Regions from separate parts of the Mus musculus genome. Here all the other regions are linked to region 1. A link is a contact called in public HiChIP or PLAC-seq and promoter capture Hi-C data. All regions are on one chromosome and are shown on one strand. Each heading gives the region's core, a stretch centred on a gene start, on an enhancer-like site or on the middle of the called end of the contact. The rest is flanking DNA. Distances are from core to core; before and after follow the strand shown.

What was found. Promoter capture Hi-C pulls out the DNA fragments that hold promoters and counts their contacts. HiChIP or PLAC-seq counts read pairs in DNA pulled down with a chosen protein or histone mark.
Region 2: a contact with region 1 is called in an H3K27ac HiChIP or PLAC-seq map of large pre-B cells, with 2.8 times the contacts expected there. The contact joins the enhancer-like site here to the promoter of Cyp4f17 in region 1. A contact is called at or near these places in 1 of 39 promoter capture datasets (the 3T3-L1 cell line) and 5 of 115 datasets of contacts at active chromatin or transcription factors (bone marrow-derived macrophages, embryonic stem cells, large pre-B cells and 2 more).
Region 3: a promoter capture Hi-C map of neural stem cells shows a contact between it and region 1. The contact joins the promoter of Ephx3 here to the promoter of Cyp4f17 in region 1. A contact is called at or near these places in 16 of 39 promoter capture datasets (the 3T3-L1 cell line, the C10 cell line, the HPC-7 cell line and 11 more), 1 of 15 datasets of contacts at CTCF or cohesin (the NIH/3T3 cell line), 1 of 484 Hi-C or Micro-C datasets (embryonic stem cells), 5 of 115 datasets of contacts at active chromatin or transcription factors (bone marrow-derived macrophages, craniofacial prominence, embryonic stem cells and 1 more) and 2 of 9 other capture datasets (adipose tissue and liver).
Region 4: a promoter capture Hi-C map of hematopoietic stem and progenitor cells shows a contact between it and region 1, with 2.9 times the contacts expected there. The contact joins the promoter of Zfp811 here to the promoter of Cyp4f17 in region 1. A contact is called at or near these places in 4 of 39 promoter capture datasets (the 3T3-L1 cell line, the HPC-7 cell line, HPC-7-derived erythroid cells and 1 more), 1 of 15 datasets of contacts at CTCF or cohesin (the NIH/3T3 cell line), 2 of 115 datasets of contacts at active chromatin or transcription factors (bone marrow-derived macrophages and differentiating embryonic stem cells) and 1 of 9 other capture datasets (embryonic stem cells).
Region 5: a contact with region 1 is called in a promoter capture Hi-C map of 3T3-L1-derived adipocytes, with 2.7 times the contacts expected there. The contact joins the enhancer-like site here to the promoter of Cyp4f17 in region 1. A contact is called at or near these places in 8 of 39 promoter capture datasets (the 3T3-L1 cell line, 3T3-L1-derived adipocytes, the HPC-7 cell line and 5 more), 1 of 15 datasets of contacts at CTCF or cohesin (large pre-B cells), 24 of 484 Hi-C or Micro-C datasets (the 3T3-L1 cell line, 3T3-L1-derived adipocytes, B cells and 18 more), 3 of 115 datasets of contacts at active chromatin or transcription factors (bone marrow-derived dendritic cells, embryonic stem cells and stem cell-derived neural progenitor cells) and 3 of 9 other capture datasets (adipose tissue, embryonic stem cells and liver).
Region 6: a contact with region 1 is called in an H3K4me3 HiChIP or PLAC-seq map of bone marrow-derived macrophages, with 3 times the contacts expected there. The contact joins the promoter of Zfp871 here to the promoter of Cyp4f17 in region 1. A contact is called at or near these places in 4 of 39 promoter capture datasets (cranial neural crest, embryonic stem cells, frontonasal cranial neural crest and 1 more), 4 of 115 datasets of contacts at active chromatin or transcription factors (bone marrow-derived macrophages, effector CD8 T cells, embryonic stem cells and 1 more) and 1 of 9 other capture datasets (embryonic stem cells).

The regions. Positions count from the first base shown.
Region 1 is chr17:32,504,801-32,508,042 of GRCm38.p6, reverse strand. Cyp4f17 (cytochrome P450, family 4, subfamily f, polypeptide 17) reads right to left here and starts at 1,559. Exons shown (of 13, transcript NM_001101445.2): 1 at 1,465-1,559; 2 at 951-1,149. The coding sequence starts at 1,148.
Region 2 is chr17:32,049,542-32,052,783 of GRCm38.p6, reverse strand. Rrp1b (ribosomal RNA processing 1 homolog B (S. cerevisiae)) reads right to left here. Exons shown (of 16, transcript NM_028244.2): 6 at 2,706-2,835; 7 at 1,574-1,638; 8 at 935-1,101; 9 at 1-45. Among named protein-coding and RNA genes, the nearest start is that of Rrp1b, 15 kb to the right of the region's middle. Within about 2 kb of position 1,508, at least 33 of the 459 cell types and tissues checked have an H3K27ac peak or open chromatin away from gene starts, as enhancers often do. A contact at or near this core is called in microglia, where this site is marked.
Region 3 is chr17:32,187,716-32,190,957 of GRCm38.p6, reverse strand. It overlaps Ephx3 (epoxide hydrolase 3), which reads left to right and starts at 1,488. Exons shown (of 7, transcript NM_001347341.2): 1 at 1,488-1,923; 2 at 2,087-2,172; 3 at 2,390-2,547; 4 at 2,654-2,782. The coding sequence starts at 1,510.
Region 4 is chr17:32,808,284-32,811,525 of GRCm38.p6, reverse strand. Zfp811 (zinc finger protein 811) reads left to right here and starts at 1,595. Exons shown (of 4, transcript NM_183177.3): 1 at 1,595-1,744. The coding sequence starts at 1,742.
Region 5 is chr17:32,206,369-32,209,610 of GRCm38.p6, reverse strand. All of the region lies in intron 12 of Brd4 (bromodomain containing 4), which reads left to right. Among named protein-coding and RNA genes, the nearest start is that of Ephx3, 19 kb to the right of the region's middle. Within about 2 kb of position 1,545, at least 59 of the 459 cell types and tissues checked have an H3K27ac peak or open chromatin away from gene starts, as enhancers often do. A contact at or near this core is called in 3T3-L1-derived adipocytes, adipose tissue, brown adipocytes and 3 more, where this site is marked.
Region 6 is chr17:32,786,594-32,789,835 of GRCm38.p6, reverse strand. It overlaps Zfp871 (zinc finger protein 871), which reads left to right and starts at 1,549. Exons shown (of 4, transcript NM_172458.3): 1 at 1,549-1,698. The coding sequence starts at 1,696. Gm17115 (predicted gene 17115) reads right to left here and starts at 1,442. Exons shown (of 2, transcript NR_168031.1): 1 at 763-1,442; 2 at 1-449.

The DNA.
Region 1 (3,242 bases), core at 310-2,809:
GAGTCCTCTGACACATTTTTGAGGAGGAAGAGTTAGATAAGACAGGGGAGGAATTGGTGGGGCTGGAGATATGGTTCAGAGGTTAAGGGCACTTGTTAATCTTGGAAAGGACATGGTTTTGATTTCTAAAACCTACAAGGTAGCTCACAGCCACCTATAACTCCAGTTCTGGGAGATCCAATGCCTTCTTCTGAACTCTTTGAGCAATAGGCACACACATGGTACACAAGCACCAATGTTGGCAAGATACATACATATAAAATATATATATAATATATAATATATATATATTATATATTTTATATATTATATAATATATAATAAATATATAAAAATATATTATATGTTTTATATATTATATACAATATATAATAAATCTCATTTAAAAAAAGAAAGAAGAAGAAGGAAGGAAGAAAGGAAAGAAAGAAAGAGAGAGAGAGAGAGAGAGAGAGAGAAAGAATTTTAAAAATTGGAGAGGAGGGATGTCAACTTCTGCCATTCAGCATCGCTGTCCCTCAAGAGACTCTGGCCAGCAGAGATGGGCTAAGAAAGGAGCATACCCAATTTATTCCACTAGAAAGGCTCAACTCCAACAACGTTAAGTGAAATAGCACATTGAGGGGGAGAGCTCTGCTCCCTCAACCTATCCTGGGGTGGGGTGGGGTGGGGGGCACTAACAACACAGAACAGGACTGAACAAGCAACAGAAAGAGATCTTAAAACATGAGTTCTTATCAGAATGTGATCCGAAGTTAGCTGGGAACGAGAAAGGGCAAAAAAGAAAAAAGCCTCAAAACGTGGTGTAGACAGAGGCCAGGAGTAGATATGCCGGGTATGTGACTAGATAGAGACTCACTCAGCCTCCCTCCCTCACCTCTCCACCCTCTCACGACTCCCAGGTTCCTAAGAGCCTTTCCTGACACACCAGACCTACCTGCTGCCACACTCACCATGCTCATGTGACCCCAAAACCAGTGCCGCGAAGGGGGCTCGGGGAAGCAGCGGAGACGGCAGTAGTTGTCATAGAAGGCACAAATCCAGGTCAGAATTCGAGCCAGGAACAAGGAGGCCCCAACCAACTGCAGAAGTTGCCATGGGAAGGCAGCTCCAGGCCCCAGTCCCAGCCAGGACAGGCCCAGCTGTAGCATCCTGCAAGAAAGATAGGCCAGAAGTGAGATCCTGAGGCCCAGGAGACAGAGGTGGCCCTCCATGGTCACTGGACAGAGATGGTGACTTAGAGGACTAGAACACAGGAAGGAAAAGGGACACCCAGGGCTACGGAGAGACAGAGAATCAGGCAGGAGAGAGGCAGATAGGATCTGTTTATAGTCTGCGTTGGCCTAGACTGAAGCACAGGTATGTAGCGTAGTAACTGGGAAATCAGGCCTGCCTGCAGAGCCACCCCAGCTGTAACAGAGCTTCCACTGTTCAGTAGGGGCCTTCCGTGTGTCCCAAGTCCGGCACCTTTTCTCAGGAGTAATGCGTCCCAGAAACGTCCGCTCTTCCCTGGAAATGTTTTTGATCCTGGCTACCGGCTGAGCAGGACGATGAGCTGGACTGAGCCAATCCCTCGGTGGCCCAGAGCCCTCCTCCCAGCCTGGGTAGAATATCAAAATGCGGGGGGCGGGGGCGGGGGCGGGGCGGGGGCGGGGCCAACCCGAAGCAATTGGAGCCAATCCAGGGTCACATGTCCAGGCAAGCAGGGTCCTCAGGATTCAACACCTTCCATCTGAACCAAGACAAAGGTGTCTAGAGACCCAAAGTTTACAATCTGTCCCGTTCTCACTAGGCTCCGCAGGTCCTCTGAGGACCTGCAGGCTAGAGGGCAGCAGGCAGTGTTTTCCAGTTCGGACTGAAAGGATCCGAGCCTCTGCCTACCAGCTGCACAACCTGGCAGAATTCTCCCTCCAAGTAATCCAGGTTCCGAGTGGAGACAAGACTTCCAGAAACAAAGAATCCGGCCGTGCTGGAACGGACTAAAAGAGATTCTGAAGATTAAAACTCCCAGCTGAGGGACCAGAGTTCAGTTAGGAAGTAGGTGGGAGGGGTCAAGCTGAGCCGCCAGTCGTGGGGAAATCCAGGCAGGCGAGAAGAGAGAGGGGGTTGTGGGCTCCGGGTCAGCAGCACCACGTTGAGAGCTCCAAGAGAAAAACACCATTCACAATACAAAGGCAGGCCCATCTGAATAACACTATTATTCATTCAACTGAAAGGGTAAAAGCCCAAGGATGCGCAAGTGACGGACTTCAAGCCGTAAAAGATATCTATAACTGCCAACCCAGACTGCTGCATCCAGAAAAGCTGTCTGTCATAAAGAAGGACATTTTTTTTAACTATCAGCGGTAAAAATAGAACAAAGGCATTTATGAGCACTGAGCCAGCTCTACAGAAGATGCTTGATAGAATCCTTCAGGCTGAAGAGGGGGAAATCAGGCCACAAAGTCCAGGAAATAAATAAATAAATAAATAAAACACACTAGAATATTATTAAAGCAAGAGAGGAAGAAGGAGGAAAACAAAATCAACAAAATTGCAGGAATCAACAAACACCTTTCAATAACTCGGGTGTTCTCAGTCTCAACTGCACCCCAGATAAAGGCACAAGCATGGATCTGCTGCTTCTAAGAAATATCTCACTACAAGAGGCAGATAAGATTCTAGCTCAGGGTGAAAGGACGCTAAGCTATCTCAGGGGACAGGAAGATGGCTCAGTGTGAATGCACCTGCAGCCAAGACTAACAGCTTCACTCTGCTCCATAGAACTGACCAGCATGATGAAAGGAGAGAATTGACTCCTGCAAACTGTCCTCTGGCCTCCACACCCATGGCATGACAGGCACGTGTGCCCACACACACACACACACACACACACACACACACACACACAAATAAATAAAATGTTAGTTCACAGACTTTTAAGGGTATGCCAAGGAAATGGACCTAGAACACAAGCAAGCAAGTGTGTTGCTGTTCTATCATCTGACAAAAGAATCTTCAAATGAAAACTAGTGAGAAAGAATAGAGAAGTCACTCATAACCCGGTGAGATGCTTCCGTGGGTAAAAAGCTCTTACCACCATAGTCAACACAAGCCAGACAACCTCAGTTCAATCTAGATTAAGAGGCAGTGTCCTCATGGGGTGCCTGTTGATATCTGTGGGAAGAAGGGGCAGGCCATAAGGTATTACAGTCTGAACAGCAGCTGGATTCTAACATTACATTCTTTGTGTGTGTGTGTGTGTG
Region 2 (3,242 bases), core at 259-2,758, 460 kb after region 1:
TTTCTCTGCTGCCAATGACTCCGTCTCTGAGGCATTCGTCTAGTGCTGCCAAAACACATCCAAAGACAAAGACACAGTCTTGACATTCAAGAATGGATGTGGCTCAGTCCCTCCAGGCTCTGGGTTCAATCCCCATTACCAGGGAGAACACCAGTGACTGCTGCCTGGGGAGATACTTGAAACTGGTCTCCTAAAAATCCTGGTCTTTATTTTATATGCGAAGCTCCAGGTTTTGCCCCTAGGACCAACCCCATACTGAACAACCCTACCCCCACAAAAGGACTCAAGCCTGCAGGAAGGAAGCTGTGTGCTGGAGGGGAGCCAAGGGAACAAGTGCTCCTGACTGCACGGCAGTTCTCACAGGCACAGGCCAAACGTCTCACAAAGGAGGTGAATGGGCTAGGAGGGACAGAAAGAACTTGGCCTAGTGTGAGTGGTGTTGGGACCAACTGTCCACATGTGTCTTTTATGTACCCTGATTTATTTTTTGGGAGGTCTATATGCAGTGAGATGTCAACAAAGTGCTTGATGAAGACTTAAAAACCAAGAACAGAGGAGCCAGCAGGCTTCATCAGGCAAGTACAAGGGGCCCGGATTCAACCTTCAGAATTCACATAAAAAACTCCTGGGCATGGCAGTACAGGCTTCTGGGCTCAGCACAGGGAAGGCAGCAACAGGCGTATCCCTGGGACTCACCAGCCAGCCAGTCCAGCCTAATTAGGCATCTTCCAGGGCAATGAGGAACCTCACCTCAAAATAGGGGTGGGTGAAAGCTGAACAGTGACTCCCAGTGCTGACATCTGGCCTCCACATGAAAGTGTGCGCGAGCACACGCGTTCGTGCACACAGACAAAACTGGTATATAGAAATGAGGAAAACCCAGGCAGCCAATCGACCCAACAGAAAGGAAAGAGTATAAGAGGAAGCCTCTCACCAGCCTTCTTCCCACTGACTGCCTTCCTACAGGCCAACGCCTTCGTAGGGAAGCCACTGCCATCCTCTTTGGTTTTCCGCTCCTCCACAGACTCTTGAGGTACACAGGCAGACTGATCTACAATGACTTCAAAAACACCCCTCGCTACAGTCTGTACCAGCGTGTGGCTGAGGGCAGAAACACATCGGAGAGAACAGGATGAAAACACTTGGCCTGGAGCCTGTGCAGACAGGAATACAACGAAGAACAACTCCGGTAAGTGTGTGCATATGCACGTGCCTGCCTGGGGCCTAGTGTGCCCACCAACTGTTAACTGGGACTCAGATACCCCTGAAGCAGGTCCACTCAAGATTCAAGGGATCACGGCATGCCACAGGACAGACAGACAGAAGGTGGGAGTCTGGTGTGGGAGAGGGTCCTGGATTGGCAACCAGGTGCTGCTGATGGGCCAGAACCTATGCCTTCTTTTGTCTGAGCAAGATCTTGTGTAGCCTGGGCTGGCCTGGCCTCAGGCCTGTGAGGGGTGTTAGGAATGGGTGCTCCTTACACTAGACGACTGCTTGGTACTGTACTGCGTGACAGAACCCCACCCAAGGGCACCAAGGAAGCAGTGAGAACGCACGGGCCAGAGCCACTTACTCCTTAGTCTTGGCAGCAATTCTGCAGAATGGATCGATTAACTTGAGGTTCTGGTCCGCTAAGAGCTGCAATTCAGACATAAAACAGAGGGAAAGTAAGGGAAGATAGCCTTTTCTCTTCTCTGACATGTTCTAGGACAGGAAGCACCTGCCCTTCTCACAGGTCAGATCAGCTGCACGCATGCCCGCCCAAGCAGTCCCAGACACAGGAATCCCAGAGCCCCGCTCTGGCTTTCTGGGTGTTTTAGTGCAGTGACTCAAAGCACCAACTGGTCAGAGCTAAACTGCGGCACTCGTACCTCTCCAGACAGCTGGTTGTGGCACCTGCCTAGCAGAAGGTCCTAGCTAGCTCCAGAAAGGCAAGGAAACTATGAATACTATTCTCATGCTGGTGCTGACTCAGCACGAGACAAAGCCATTCTTTATGTTTACACTTCATTCACTCGTTCACTGATTCAGTAGAAGTGTACGTGGTTGCTCCTCTCAAAAAATTTTCATTTATAAGTTCCTTTACTTAATATATGTACAAAACATTCACTACAGAATGTCAAAGAGAAGAGTAGAAATTGTTTATACTCCCAAACTAAGAAAATCATCTGTCTATAAAAGCGCACCTTTTCCTTCCAGCGTTTTGTCTGCTTATATTGGGTAATATGTGTAGTGCTATCTACTGCCTTTCCACACAGCTTTGGAAATACTCACTCAACATAGCCTGCCATTTTTTTTTCTTCTGTTGAACCCTGAAAACTGTTTCCAACTCTTTCTGCAGGGGGAGGAGGCAGGGTCTTGCTAAGTAGCATGGGCCACCCTGGAACATGAGATTTAGCTGTTTCAGTGCTGAGATTATAGATGTATAGCACCAAGCCTTTACATGGGCCTTCATTCCTAGCTCAAATGACCTTCCTGCCTCAGCTACTCCTGAAGCTGTGTGTGGCACAATCCTACTTTATAGGTAAGACTTCTAGATATATGTACAGTGTGCAGTTCTGTCTACAAGTCCACTAGCTGTCTGAGACAGGGTCCCAGGATGGGAGAAGCCCAAGGAGGCTGCTGTTTCTGATAGTACCCATAGCCACCCCAGGCATGGCAGTCCCAGCCCTCTGCTGGGTGGGGCGGACGGCACTGCTCCTCACCTCCGCCCCTCCCACTGTGGTAAGCTCCTCCAAGTACACATCAATCAAGTGGGTTCTCACGCCATTGGGAGACTGACTCTCAGGACTCAGGATCTCCTTCATCAGGATGTCCAAAAACAGTGTGATTTGGCTGAAGAAGAAGAAGAAGAACAACAACAACAACAACAAATCAACCACACAATTGTTTTTTTAAAGACATTATCACCAATACCTCCTTCTTTTCAAAGAACAGACAAAAATATGTAGTTTACTGCTCATACTGCATAACAACGTGAGGTCCCAAGAGAAGAAACAGCTCCTCTGTCAGCTTCAAGGGACTGTTTTAGGCTCTCCACTGGATTTAAACTCCCTGGGATCAACATGTATTTGGTTCTCAGAGCACTAGATAATGGCAGGCGTAGGTCAGTCAATTCATGTTTCTAATTATCTAAAATATCCGAGGGCCCTATTATTCTATAAAGACGGGGGAGGGGCACTATAGATCACAACTAGGGCCTCATACCCATTAGAAAAGTACTCCACCACTGAGCCACGCAG
Region 3 (3,242 bases), core at 239-2,738, 320 kb after region 1:
ATACTTTTAAAGATGAAAAAGAAAGGAAGTGTATCTCTCTAAATACCTAATATTCCTCTAGATATCTAAGTAACCAGCAGAAGAGATTCTGAAAGCTTGCCAGTAGCCTTGGTGTTGGATGAAGCACAGATGGCTATGTCTACGTTGTTTTGCTGCTAAGCCAGATGTATGACTTCAGGCAAAATGACCTCACCCCCAAATTTCAGGTTCATAATCTGTACTGTGAGGATATGATAATGCAGGGCTACTCTAGGGTTAAATAATGGGTGTCCCTAAAATAGTCTAAGATCTTGGGAAAGGTTGCAAGAGAAGCAGACTCATTACTGAGACACAATTCTTGCTTGACACCATGCCCCGTCATGCTAGGCACTGCCCTATTTCCTCTTTCAACCAGAGCCTCCGTAATCCAATATGCCCAGGCCAACTCCAGGTTTCAAATCCAGCCTGTTCTCTAGGAGGCAGGGTCTGCCCTTGGCTGTCATCTGAGCTTGGCCTTCAACTCTGGCAATTTAGCACTTAAGCCCCACCTGTCCTTAGAAACCAGTGCCCGCTGGATGATGGACCCCCTAAGCCAACGGGACGAGAGGACAAAGAAGGGTTGGAACCAGGACAATGGGTCTCATTCAGGGCAGGGTCTTCTAGGTCAAGCCCTCCAGCTTGGAAGGCAAACGGTGAGACTCCTACTGCCCACACCTACCTACAATTCCCAGCTATGTAACGTTATTTGCTCTTCCACTTCTGGGTTTGTTAAACTCTCACTTTCACGTTAGTTTCTTGCCCCTTTCCAGCTCCAGAACAGACTCGTTCTTGGGTCTAGATTCTACCCAAGCCAACAAACCTATCCTCAGTCTTTCTCATCCAAATACAGACTCCACCTAATTCCCCTTCCTCCTTCATAAGCCACACCCCTTAACCTCTACCTTAGATATGCCTCGCTCCTTTGATCAAAGCTCCACCCATCTCAGAGTTCCAAGCTCCACCCATCTCAGAGTTCCTCCCTTCCTTCGTCCTGGATTCAACTCTCCTTCCTTAGAGCTTTGCCAGTGGCTTTTTTTTTTTTTTGGGGGGGGGGGGTTGTAGCTCTGGCTAGTCTAGAACTTTAGATATAAATCATCTGCCCTTGAACTCAGAGATCCATTTGCCTCGGCCTCTTGAGTGCTGAGATTAAAGCATAGAGGGGTGCATGTGCTGCAGTATATGTGTGAACAGTTGAGAGTCAGTCCTCTCCTTCCACTTGTGGTTCCCTGGGATCAAAGTTAGATGGGCAGGTGTGCTGCCAAGTGCTCTTACCTGCCGAGCCTTTTCTAGGTCCTGAACACTGCCACCTGCTACAGAAATTTTAATTCTCTGTTCCTGTTTAAACTCCATCCAGCATGTCCTAGGGCTCCGCCCACGGTCCCTCTTTCCGCAACCTCCGAAACCAGGTCCTCGCAGGCTCCACCCCCAACCCCCTCATCCTTAAGTGTCTCGTTCTGCCCAGGTACTTTAGCTGCCACTTTAGAGTGAGTCATGAGAGGTGGCAGTATCTGTCCGAGCCGCGCATCTGTTTCCTCGACCGGTCCAGTGGACTCCGATAGCACGGTGGAATCCCAAAACAAAGGTGGTGGGCTGCTGGCGCCAGCACCCCTGGCTCAGTCTCCCGACCACGGCGGCTCTGTAGTCGTCCCAGAGCGCAAGGATATGCCGGAGTTTGTGGTGACAGCGCTACTCGCACCCTCACGCCTCTCGCTGAAGCTGCTGCGAGCGCTGGTGATGAGCCTGGTGTACTTGGCTGCCTTGGTGGCCGCGTTTGTCTACAGCTGCATCGCGCTCACCCATGTGATGTGCCGTCCTCGCAGGGGCTGCTGCGGCCGCCAGAGGTTGTCTCCCCCAGAGTGCCTGAGAGACCCCACGCTGGGCGAGCATTGCTTTCTAACCCTCAGGGTGAGTGTTCCTCCCGTGAAGGTAGGTTTCAGGGGGCGGATGCGGATTGAAGAAAGGAGGTTGAAATGTCGGATCTGGAACATCCTTGGGTGTTCAAGTCTCGGGAGGAAGCTCCCATATTTCCTTACCCTTCAGCTCTTACTTAGATTGGGTCCTTCTGCAGAGTTCCGGCCTGCGTCTGCACTATGTCTCTGCTGGTCATGGCAATGGGCCACTCATGCTATTTCTGCATGGCTTCCCAGAGAACTGGTATGTCTGGGCCCCTGGATCCTGATGCTCACTGGACTAGGGAAAGGTAGAGTTCTGACTATGAGGTACTTGGGAAATGGGAACCGGTAGGGTTGAGTAATCCTGGGATTCCACTATTTCCTTCCTAAGAAGTCCAGAGCAGAAAGGTGGGATGGCCCAAAGCTGGGTATAGGAGGTGCATTCTGCTGACTAAACTCCCAACTCCCTTACCCAACAGGTTCAGCTGGCGCTACCAGCTGCGAGAGTTTCAGAGCCATTTCCATGTCGTGGCTGTAGACATGCGTGGTTATAGTCCCTCTGATGCTCCAAAGGAAGTGGATTGTTACACCATTGACTTGTTGTTGGATGACATCAAGGATACCATCCTAGGCCTGGGTATGACTCATCTTCTCATTTTTGCTCCTTTTGGGACCTACTCCTACACGTCTACCTCATCCCTACTGTATCTTATACCATTGTGTCTCTCTCTTCCCACCACCAGGGTACTCCAAGTGCATCCTCGTGAGCCACGACTGGGGGGCCTCCCTTGCCTGGGAGTTCTCCATCTACTACCCATCCCTAGTGGAGCGTATGGTTGTGGCCAATGGTCCTCCCATGTCAGTGATCCAAGGTGTGTTGGACTATGCCTAAAGCCCGTGTATTCACCTGTGACCTGGCACGGGGATCCAGATAAATGCTAGTACACTTAGGAGTAATGTAAATTGTCTTGAGCACTTTCAGGTTGGAGGTGATGGAGTATAGTTAAGTGGTTGCACATTTGTTTACTATATTAGCGGGAAAAGGTGTGCTCTCCAGCATTGAGAGAGAGAGAGAGAGAGAGAGAGAGAGAGAGAGAGAGAGAGAGAGGGAGAGGGAGAGAGAGAGAGAGAGAGAGAGAGAGAGAGAGAGAGAGAGGGAGAGGGAGAGAGAGAGAGAGAGGGGAAGGAGGGAAAAGCCTGGGTCAGGAGTGTTTCTGATTTTTGCATTTTCTTTTATTTTTAGAGTGTTTACACACATCATCAGATCATCTTGTTGCTAGAGCCTAGCTCTGAGCATGACATTAATTTATGCTTCCTATATACTTCCTGTAC
Region 4 (3,242 bases), core at 346-2,845, 300 kb before region 1:
GCAGGGAAATGTAGGCTGATTAACTCCTAGCTGAAACCCAATACTTCCACAAAAGAAATTATCAGGATCCCTGTGCAACCAGATCCTAGACCACTAAGGACTTCGAATGGCATATCTTGTATAATGGGTTTGCGGCAGCCATCTTTCTTCCCTCCAAGTCACACGTTAAAAGACTTCTTCCTCCAAGTGCAGGATCACCTCTTCCTCCAAAGCCTTAAAATGGATACCGCTGCCCTTTCTGAGTAGTCTCTTTATTTCCTTCCCTTTTAGGCCCCACTGTTGTATTTGACATTAACCTGACAGAAATGAATGTTTTCTTAAAAGAGCCTTTAGCTTTAACAATATTGAAACAGTGAATTCCAAGAAATTGAGATTTCTCTGGGAATCTGGTATTGGGAGAAGAAAACCCTGGGCCAGAGCTGATGCTCATCTCCTCCAGGAAAGGGATGAACAACCTCACAGAGATGGTGACAGTCCAGTAATGGGTGGCATCACCCCTCATCCTGGACTGCTTAGTATGCCCTGGGCTTTAACTTAAACTTCAGTCTCACTTTAGTAACCCCAAGATAGACTAGTGGGGAATCACTGGGTCTTTTTGTTCCTCTTCCCAACATAGCCACATTGCATAAATTTCTTCTTTTCTGGTTTTCCCTACTAATTTGCATGTTTGTCTTCACGAGGTTGGGTGGCTGAACCTGGCTTCTTATAGACTGTGACCTCAAGTTTAGTAACAGCCATCAGGAACAATCTGACTCAGTGTCTCTCTTGCATTTGACCCTTGTATATATCTGCATGGACAAGCTGAACTGTACAGCACCTCCTGTCCAAACATTGACTATTTGGAGTCAGATAATAGTGTGCTTGTGGAACACACCAGAAGTCACTGGGTCAAATTAAACACTGGATCCTTGTTAAAGCGTGAGGACTTTGCTGGTATGTTTGACCTCTTTCTATAAATTCCACTTTCTGTATGCCTTCAATAATTTCATTCCTTCATATGTTTTCTATGCTATTGACTGAATATAGGTAGCCTCCATCCCTCCCTCACACACACTCTCTCTGTGTCTGTCTCCCTCCCTCCCTTACTCCCTCTCTCCCTCTCCCCTCTCCCCTCTCCCCTCTCCCCTCTCCCCTCTCCCCTCTCCCCTCTCCCCTCTCCCCTCTCCCCTCTCTCTCCTATTCCAGACCTGGTATGCCTTTTGTCTTCTATGGTGCGATGGGGCTGTTTCCATAGACACCGAGTCTGGAATCCCTCTGTGCTTCTGTAACCCCATCAGAAAGGGGAGGAAGCAAGAATTGCCCGCTGAGCAAGTGTTGGGTCAGGAAAGCTGGGACAGGGCTCTGCTTCTGCCCTTTCCCACTGTGGGGCCAGTGAGGATCTAGGAAAGTACTCTATGCAGTCTGGGTAGGCTTGAACCTAAAATTTCTAATTTGAATCTCAATGTGGTAGGTGAGTGTGCTCCTCCAGTCGCTAAAGCTTTAGGAGGCGGGTCTGTGGATTGATGGCCAACCAGGCAAGTTGTTTTGGGATGCATATCCAATGAAATATCCAGGCATTAGGAAGATGGCCGCTACGTATCACTGAGACATCCCCTTTTGGTCCCCGCCTTATTTGGGGATCTGGATTGTTAGCATCTGTACAGGGAATCTCCAGGTCTCTCTCTCTCTCTACTCCATTTCTGCCTCACCTCCACTGACTGCAGGAACTACAAGAGGACACTAGGACATCATGTCTCTGGAAATGGTTCGTGCGGGCGATTGTGGCAGTGGGGTACAGCTCTCGTCTGCAGAGGGGTCTCTCTGACTCTGATGAGCCTCAGAGCGGGATCCTCCGGGTGGAGCTGGTCCAGGCTGCCCTGTCTCTTGCTGAGCGCTCACTGAAGCAGACACATCTGGTCTCTCGCAGTGCCAGGTCTAGGCAGAGTGGGTGGTGGTGGCAGAGGGTGGTGGAGACTAGGTACTCGGGTTGGGGGTTCTGCACCAGAGGAGGTAAGAGGTGTGTTGACCCCCGGATCTTGTGCATGTTATTCTGAAACATACAGAGACATGGATCTTTTTTACACTGTCACGATTTATTAAATAGCCAATAAATTCTTTTTCCTTGACTACAGTTTTCCAAGTAAGCCCGATTTTGCCTTCTTTCTGGCCGTGGGCAGCCACTGCTCTTTTATTCCAATCTTAATCACTAACATTAAACCACATATTAACATTTCACACAATAATGAACCAAAACACAGGTTGCAGAATGGTTAAGAAAGTGTTAGAAAGGCTTGAAAGCACACAAAGCTTTACTGGAGTCCAGGCATTGGAGCTAATACGGGGACAAAGAGGGCTGTTGAGGATCGAATAATTCTCATCGATCAACTAAGCCGGAGAAACTGCGAGGACAAAGGCGGGAGGGAGTCCTTGCCCACGGTTATTCCCCTTCTCTTGACAGCTGACCCTGTGATCACTGCCTGTGTGCCACACTCTGGTTTTGGGGTGCTCCTTGTAGAAATTCAGGTGAGGGGTTGCATATATTGTGGTTGATAAGCTCATGCGTCTAGTGTTTTTGATAAAATTTGGTACATTTTCAGGAGTTGTTTACTGATGTCACTTTGTGCCTTCTGGAGTGCTGGCAAATAGTAGCTCTTTTTCCTCTATGAGATCTTATGCTTAAAACTCGAGCAAATCAGATTAACGTTGTTGCTGAACACAATGGAGCCATTCTAGGTTTGGCATAACCTGCAACATGAACTAACTACAAGCAGCCCGCCCCCACGCCCCCCTCCACCCCCCCCCACCCCCCCCACCCCCCCCCACCCCCCGCCGTCTTTTCCTTGTCTCATTTCAGTGGCACCTGCTTTTCCAATGAGCCTTGCAGGTTGCTCTAGTCTCATCCTGTCGCTGCAGTAACATACTGACTGAAGGCAGCATGGCTCGTGAGGAAAGGGTTCTTTTGGCTTATTATTTTCAGGTCACAGTTCATCATTGAAGGAATTCAGAGGGAAAGCTCAGGCAAGCACTTGAAGCAGACACCATGGAGGAATGCTGGCTGGCTTATAAACTCATGCTAAAATAGCTTTCTTATACAGCCCAGGACCCCCTGCCTAGGGAAGGTTCTTTTCATCATAGACTGGGCCTTCCCACATCAATTAACTATCCACATGCTAATCTGATCCAGACAATTTCTCAATTGAGATGCTCTTCTCAGATAACTATAGACTGTGCCATGTTGACAGTTGAAGCTAACCAGGATGCAG
Region 5 (3,242 bases), core at 296-2,795, 300 kb after region 1:
GACCCTGACCCCACACACAAGTATTTTTGAGCCACTGCCCCCATATCCCTCTTCTTTGAGTGGTAGTCCTCCTATGGTCCCACATGAGTGCCCTCCATCTGTCTTTCCTTGATGGCTGTCATGATGGCATTTCCAGCAGCTTTTTGCTACTGTTACAGAAAGAAGACTTTTTTCCCCTAACCCGCCTCCTCACTTAAGTAGAAAGCTTGTGCAACAAGTAACCCGAGAGCCCTGGGAACGGCTGTCCTGGCGGGAAGGAGGGTGGGATTTAAAGTCATGGAGCTGCTGATCGCAGACTTTTAGGCCTTGGCTATGGACCCTGACCATTTTGGCTCCTGGGCTGAGCCTCTCCTTCATTCCAGATGATATCCTTCCCATTTTTGGCTGGCCTCCACTTGTCTTCGTTCAGACCACTAGTTTTTATTTCCTACTATGTACAGAGTGCTGTCTTGTGAAGCTGTTAACATGAGATTTTGTTTTAGAACCCCACATAAGACACAAAAAGACATGGTCATCCATGGACACATGCATATACTAGCAAAACATCTTCTGTCTCCTCATACCACACAGGTACTGCTGTTTGTGATATTTGGAGTGCAGAGGTGGGTGAATACTCTAGTAGCTGATCTCCTGGGTCCAGGAAGCCCAGCCACCTTAGCTAGCCTCTGTAACAAGTAGTACTACCATGTCAGGAGGCCAAGGTAGAGATGGTGTAGACACGGAAGTTGTTTCACTTTGGTCTTTGGGTCTAGTTTATGTTTTTCATGTTCTTATTTTTCTACTTGAATTAAAGCTAAAATTTCTCATGGAACCTATTTTTGTTATTTGTACTAAGGGTCAATTGTACTACCATGGCCCCGGTGATACAGACCATCTAAAGCAACTGAAGAGAAGCATTCAGTAGGGGCTAGAAGGTATACAAGAATGCATAGGGTTAGACCACACTGACGATGAGTGGGTGGGATGCTTTACTGGCTGGATTCCAGCCACTGTGTGATCCTCCATGTGTAGCAACTGCACCAGTGGCCCTTCGTGACATTTGTCTTGAACCCAGTTATTTGTAGTTGGGCTGTTCTGTTTTTCATTGAGCTTTGACTCTAGCTTGAGTCTGGAACTGCTTACTGGTTCCATGTTAGAATAAACAGAATAAGGCCCAGGTGTAACTCCCTTCAACTTTAGGAAGTCTTCAAACTTGGGCGGGGAAAGTCAGGGTGTAAGACACTGTGGCTCTCCTTTCCCAGAACTCTCTCAGTCACCAGTATAGAATCAGATCATCCTTCATATGGGGTAAAGTTCTTTCATTATATTGCTAATATCTGGTTCTCCTCATATATTTTCCACAGGTCTTTGTGAGTATAGGTAGCTACATAGCTAATTATGTGCATCCACTCTGGAGTCACCCCTATAGTGTACCTCAGCTGCCTGGCCTAGAGTGGGATTGGAGCCATACAGTGAGAAAGCTCTGGAAGCGCAGTCTGTTCATGCAAGAGCACGGTCCAGCTATTTTAGTCTTACTTCCTTTTCCCAGGATTGGAACATGTGGGTGTTCCTTAATAGCTCCAGGGTAAAGAGGAATGCGTGGTGTTTTGGAAAGGCTGGAGCTGGGAAGTGCAGACAGGGGCAATGAGACACACTCTAGAGACTCTGATCAGGGAGCCAGCTTCAGCTCCCTGGCCCCAGGATCTTTGAGACTTCCCTTCAGGGGTATAGTGATCCTGCTATCAGAATGTGACAGTTACTTCAGAAAGGGTTAAGGCCTCTTGAGAGTAGGAAATGTACTGAGCCAGGTGGCACCTCCAGAAGCTCAGGAGTTTGAAGGGATTGATTGGGCTTCCCCAGAGTGAGGGCCAGCTTTGTGGAATGTGGCTGAGTGGGCGGGGTTTTCCCAGGCATGTTCTGGGACTAGGGATTGTAACATTTATAATTCCAGCAGTGGCGCCACTCTGCTACATGTGGGAACCAGTCCAGACCCCTCTCTGGACCAGAATCCATATTGGATGTCCTGAAAAAGGATGGAAAGGATAAGGCCTCTTTGACCTCTTCCTTCCCTCAACAATTGTTATGTCACCAATTTGCTTTTAATAGAGATGTGGAAATAGACAGAAATGGCTCTGCTCTATGCCTTCCTCAGTGGGAAGTTTTTTTTTTTAATTGGGGGCTTTTCTTCTCTGACCACTCTATGAGAAAGGGTTGGTAGTTTGCTTTTCTGAAGCTGGTTCCTGGTGACTTTGACACACCTGGCTGGTGAGATAGCTTGGGGGCAGTGGGCACCTCTCACATGTAAGAGGGACTTCAGGAGTAAAGAAAATACCAGAATACATAGTCAGGGCACATGGAACTCATTAGCAGAATCAGTTTTGTTTAGAAGTGCAGACAAGCTTCAAACAATTTTAGAGACTTGTACATACACTGTGGCCTTTCTGTGGTGTAGATTTATCCATCCCTGCCAAGGCAGGCCAGTCAAGGATGGGGCTCTTGGTTTCCAACAAGGTCTTCTTGAGCCCTTTCAGTCACTAGGGCACAGAACCTGGCCCAGTCTGCAATTCTTCTGTTCTTGTAACTTGAACGGTACATTCCACACCATTCTCTCACACTGGTTTCTTTCTCCCTCTATTAGGTCCTGCCTAATCATTGGACACGGACTCTTAATAAAACGGTCTTCAGTTCCAGATTCCTTCCCAGCGAGCTATAGCTTAAGTCCCATTTTCTTCTGTGAAAGGGACAGGACTCCATCAAGTTATGGAATTGCTCAGAGCCCTGGGCCTATCCCCTGGGGTGGATTAGTCATGTCCAGCAGCACACACCTAGTTTCACCTTCAGGAAGGCTGCCTGCCTGGCCTGCTGCCTGGGCCTCTCTGTACAAAGACTGCCTGGCTATCCTGCCCAGCCTCCCTGGTCATCTGGGGTCCTCTGGGTGGGTGGCATCTCCTAGAGGGTGATAATAATCCTCCTCTATGCATACATGTGGTGCTGCTCTGTGTGCAAAGCCTGATCACAGTGTGTTTCCTCTCTTCGTCCCTTCCATCTTTTTCTGAGACTCCAGACCTTGCAGTGACTTTAGCCCAGGAAAGCTAATTCACCGGGAGGATGAACATTGTGACCTCCCATGTGGGGCCACCCTGGTTGGCTTGATCAGATGGAAGCTGTGACCAGCTTTACCTGGCACGTAGCCTCCTGAATTCTCCTTCAGTCTCTGTTGTTCCCGTAGAGTACTAAAAGTTCAAGTAACCCAGTGAACACTT
Region 6 (3,242 bases), core at 300-2,799, 280 kb before region 1:
CAGTAGTGACATGAGGGTGCAGAGGAGGGAAGCTTGTTTAAAAGTACAGAATTGCAAGCAGATAACCTAAAGCCGTCCCAGCCATTAGCAGCAGGCTGAGACCAGAGACCCTGAAAACCAGGCCAGCCTGTGTTCCTTGGGGAAATCTCTGAAAGGGAAAATAATACAGAAACGATAGGGAAAGGAACTAGAGAGAAAAGAGGTAAAAATGGAAAGCAGAGAAGGACACAGTCTGCTAATTTGTCAGTAAATATTAAATATTTTTTATAAATGTGAAGAAGAGAGAACTGGGTGGGAGTCTGAAGAGTTGGGGGCTGGAACGCTGGCTTCGTGGTTTAGAGTGCATATTGTTTTTGTAAAGTACCCAAATTCTGTACCAGGACCCACGTTCTGCAGTTTATAAGTCCATCTCCGCGGATTCAGTGCCCTCTTCTGGCCTCCATGGGCATCTGTTCTTGCGTGACATGCACACAGACACACAAACATATTTTTAAAAAAATAATAAATTCTTAAACAAAATCTGTAAATGCCATCTAGTCATCTTGCTGGCTGCGCCTCAAGTCTTTTTAGCTTTCCTATTTTCGCTCCTGTCTTCTAAAATATCACTTAAAATACCTGTCTGCAGGTTCCCTGACATTGTTCCAAGCTTGCACCTTCTTCACCTTCTTCACAGCAGGAATCTATTATCTGTCTACTGCTTCCCACCCCCACCCCCCCACCCCCGGCCTCTTATAACGCTTTCAGCACCCAGAGCAGGCTTACAATTCCAATCTTCTCTCTTCAAGGCTTCCTTTCTGATTTCTACCATTCCTCTGTGAACTTAGTTCTACCTCCGCAGTCAGGCTGGTTCTCCTGATTGCAGGAATGTCTGCCCTGGAAGTCATCTGTGGAGTATTCCAGGTTTATGTGTTCAGAGTCCTGGAGCTCCGCTGCGACCTGCGCAAACTTCCACTTACTGAAGAATCTTTGGAATGCTTCGAATCTTAAGAATGGTTCTGTGTCCTTCCATTCCCAAAATGTTTTGCTCTAGAAGTGACTTTGTGAGGGCAATAGTGGCGAGGTGGGTTCAAGAGAGAATTTGAAAAGAGTAAGCAGAATGGGTAAATCCCCAGCCACAGAGACCTTGGTGACAACCATCGATCACAAAATGAGAGAGAATATTAGAAGCGCAGCCAAATAGGCATAATTCACATCATTCTTTTCAATGCCATTTCTCACTCACGCAAATAGAATTTAGCCGACATCTTTGCTTTGTTAAAGAATAGACTTCTACGTATGTTTAAATCCATGTAAAATATAAAGTATTCATCCCCTTCACACGTAACGCCAGAAGTAGAGTTTGGGAATCCCACCTCCAGTTTAGACCCCAAGTATCAAGCCTTACGTTCGGATTAGAGGTTTGGCGCCACAGTACACTCGAGAGGATGCTTTTTCTGTCATTTAAGCATTGGGAGGCGTGCACGTGACTCACTGGCCAGTAAGAAAAGTTGCTTGGCTGCATAAACTGTCCAATGAGATTTTCAGATGTTGAGAGAGGGCGGGCACAGAAGCGGAGGATGCCACTTCCCGTCCAGCCATTTTAGGCGTTTGTGTCTTCTGTGGAGAGAGACCCGCAGGTTGTTTTCCCCAGTGTCTGTGTTCCATCCACTTACTGCAAGAGCTGCCGGAGAACAGCAGGACACCCGGTGATTGGAAATGGTACGTGCGGCCAGGCGTCCCGGCTGCGGGGAGGGCGCCGCTAGAAGCGGAGGCGGCAGTGGGGACGCGGCCTTCCAGGGCAGCTGAGTCTGCATCTCATCTGCTCTGCTGGGCCGCGCTGCCCGGGTCCCTCTGGGTGGAGCTGGGCCATCAGGCAGAGCTGCGGTCCTGTCCTTTGCTAAGAGCTCAGTGCTGCGGCCATGGCCTCCCTAGGCATCCGGGCACCCGCAGCGACGCGGCTCCGCAGCCTGGGCGGTGGCGGCAGCGTCGCGGTGAGACACGGGACCCTGGAATTCGTGTGTGTGTGTGTGTGTGTGTGTGTGTGTTGGGGGGCAGGGAAGCCGCAGGGTGTGGTGACCTTGTGTCCTGGGCGTGTTGTCATAAACAGGGGGGACAAGTTTGTGTGTTTCCAATGCCAGAATTTATCGAATAATTAATAATTCACAAGTCATGTGTATTTCGTTAATAATTAATCCAGTAGTCCCGATTTTGCTAACCAGCCATTGGCAATCAACGCGTTTTTATATAACAATCTAATTGCTAACGTTAACTGGAAGATCACACATGAACATTTCACACAAAAACATACAAAATGTGCAGATCACAGAATGACTAAGAGCCAAAGTGGTTGAGTTTAGAGTCTGTCCTGAAGTAGGAGGCATTGAGCTGAGGCGGGTGCAAAGAAGAATCTGAAAGGGGACCAATGATGATGTCCTAGCAGTGTAGACACAGAGATGTCAAGTATACGCGCACCGAACGTTGAAGTAAGTCAATTTGAAGTTGGCTGAATGTCCTGGGCAGGAGAAACCGCACTGGAGATGGAGTCCAAAGGACTGACTCAGTTCTTCCCTGTGGGTAAGTGTGACAGTTGCCTGCCATCCTTTGGGCTTGGGGATGCTCCTTCGTAGTGCCAGGTGAGGGGATTATATGTTGTATACTTTGTGTGGTGTTTCTAATACAATTTGGTATATTTTTAGTTGTTGATATTGTCAGTTTGTCCCTCCTAGTTTTCTAGGAGATAGTGGGCCTTTTTTTTTTTTTTTTTTTTTTGCTTGCGTAAACAAGTTGTACTGCCCTTCCTTTTTCGGGGGAGGGGCTTTGAGTAACTAGTCCAGGTTGTTATTTAATAAAATGGAGTCATTCTAGGCTTGACGTTGTTGGAAAGCAGATATTCCCTACGGTATCACTGAGTGGTCTGCCCTGGCTTCCTCACTCTTGTCACTCACAGATTCAAGGGGAAGCTGTCTTTAAATTCCATGACCTGTGCCTGTAAGTCAGTGAATCTTAGCATTTCTACCTTCTTCTGCTCTTCCTAAACTCACTGGATAGGCGTAGCCATACACATGCGTGCGGCTGGAGTCTGGCTCTGTCATAACGGCTGCTGCCTTCAGATCTTTCTACACATTGACTTTTGTTTTTATATTTTATTTTTTAGTTGTTGTGTATATGTGTGGTGTGTGTGTGTGTGTGTGTGTGTGTGTGTGTTTCCTGCATGCTCCAGCTTGCATGTTTAGAGGTCAGAGAAAGAAGAATGCAGTGACTAA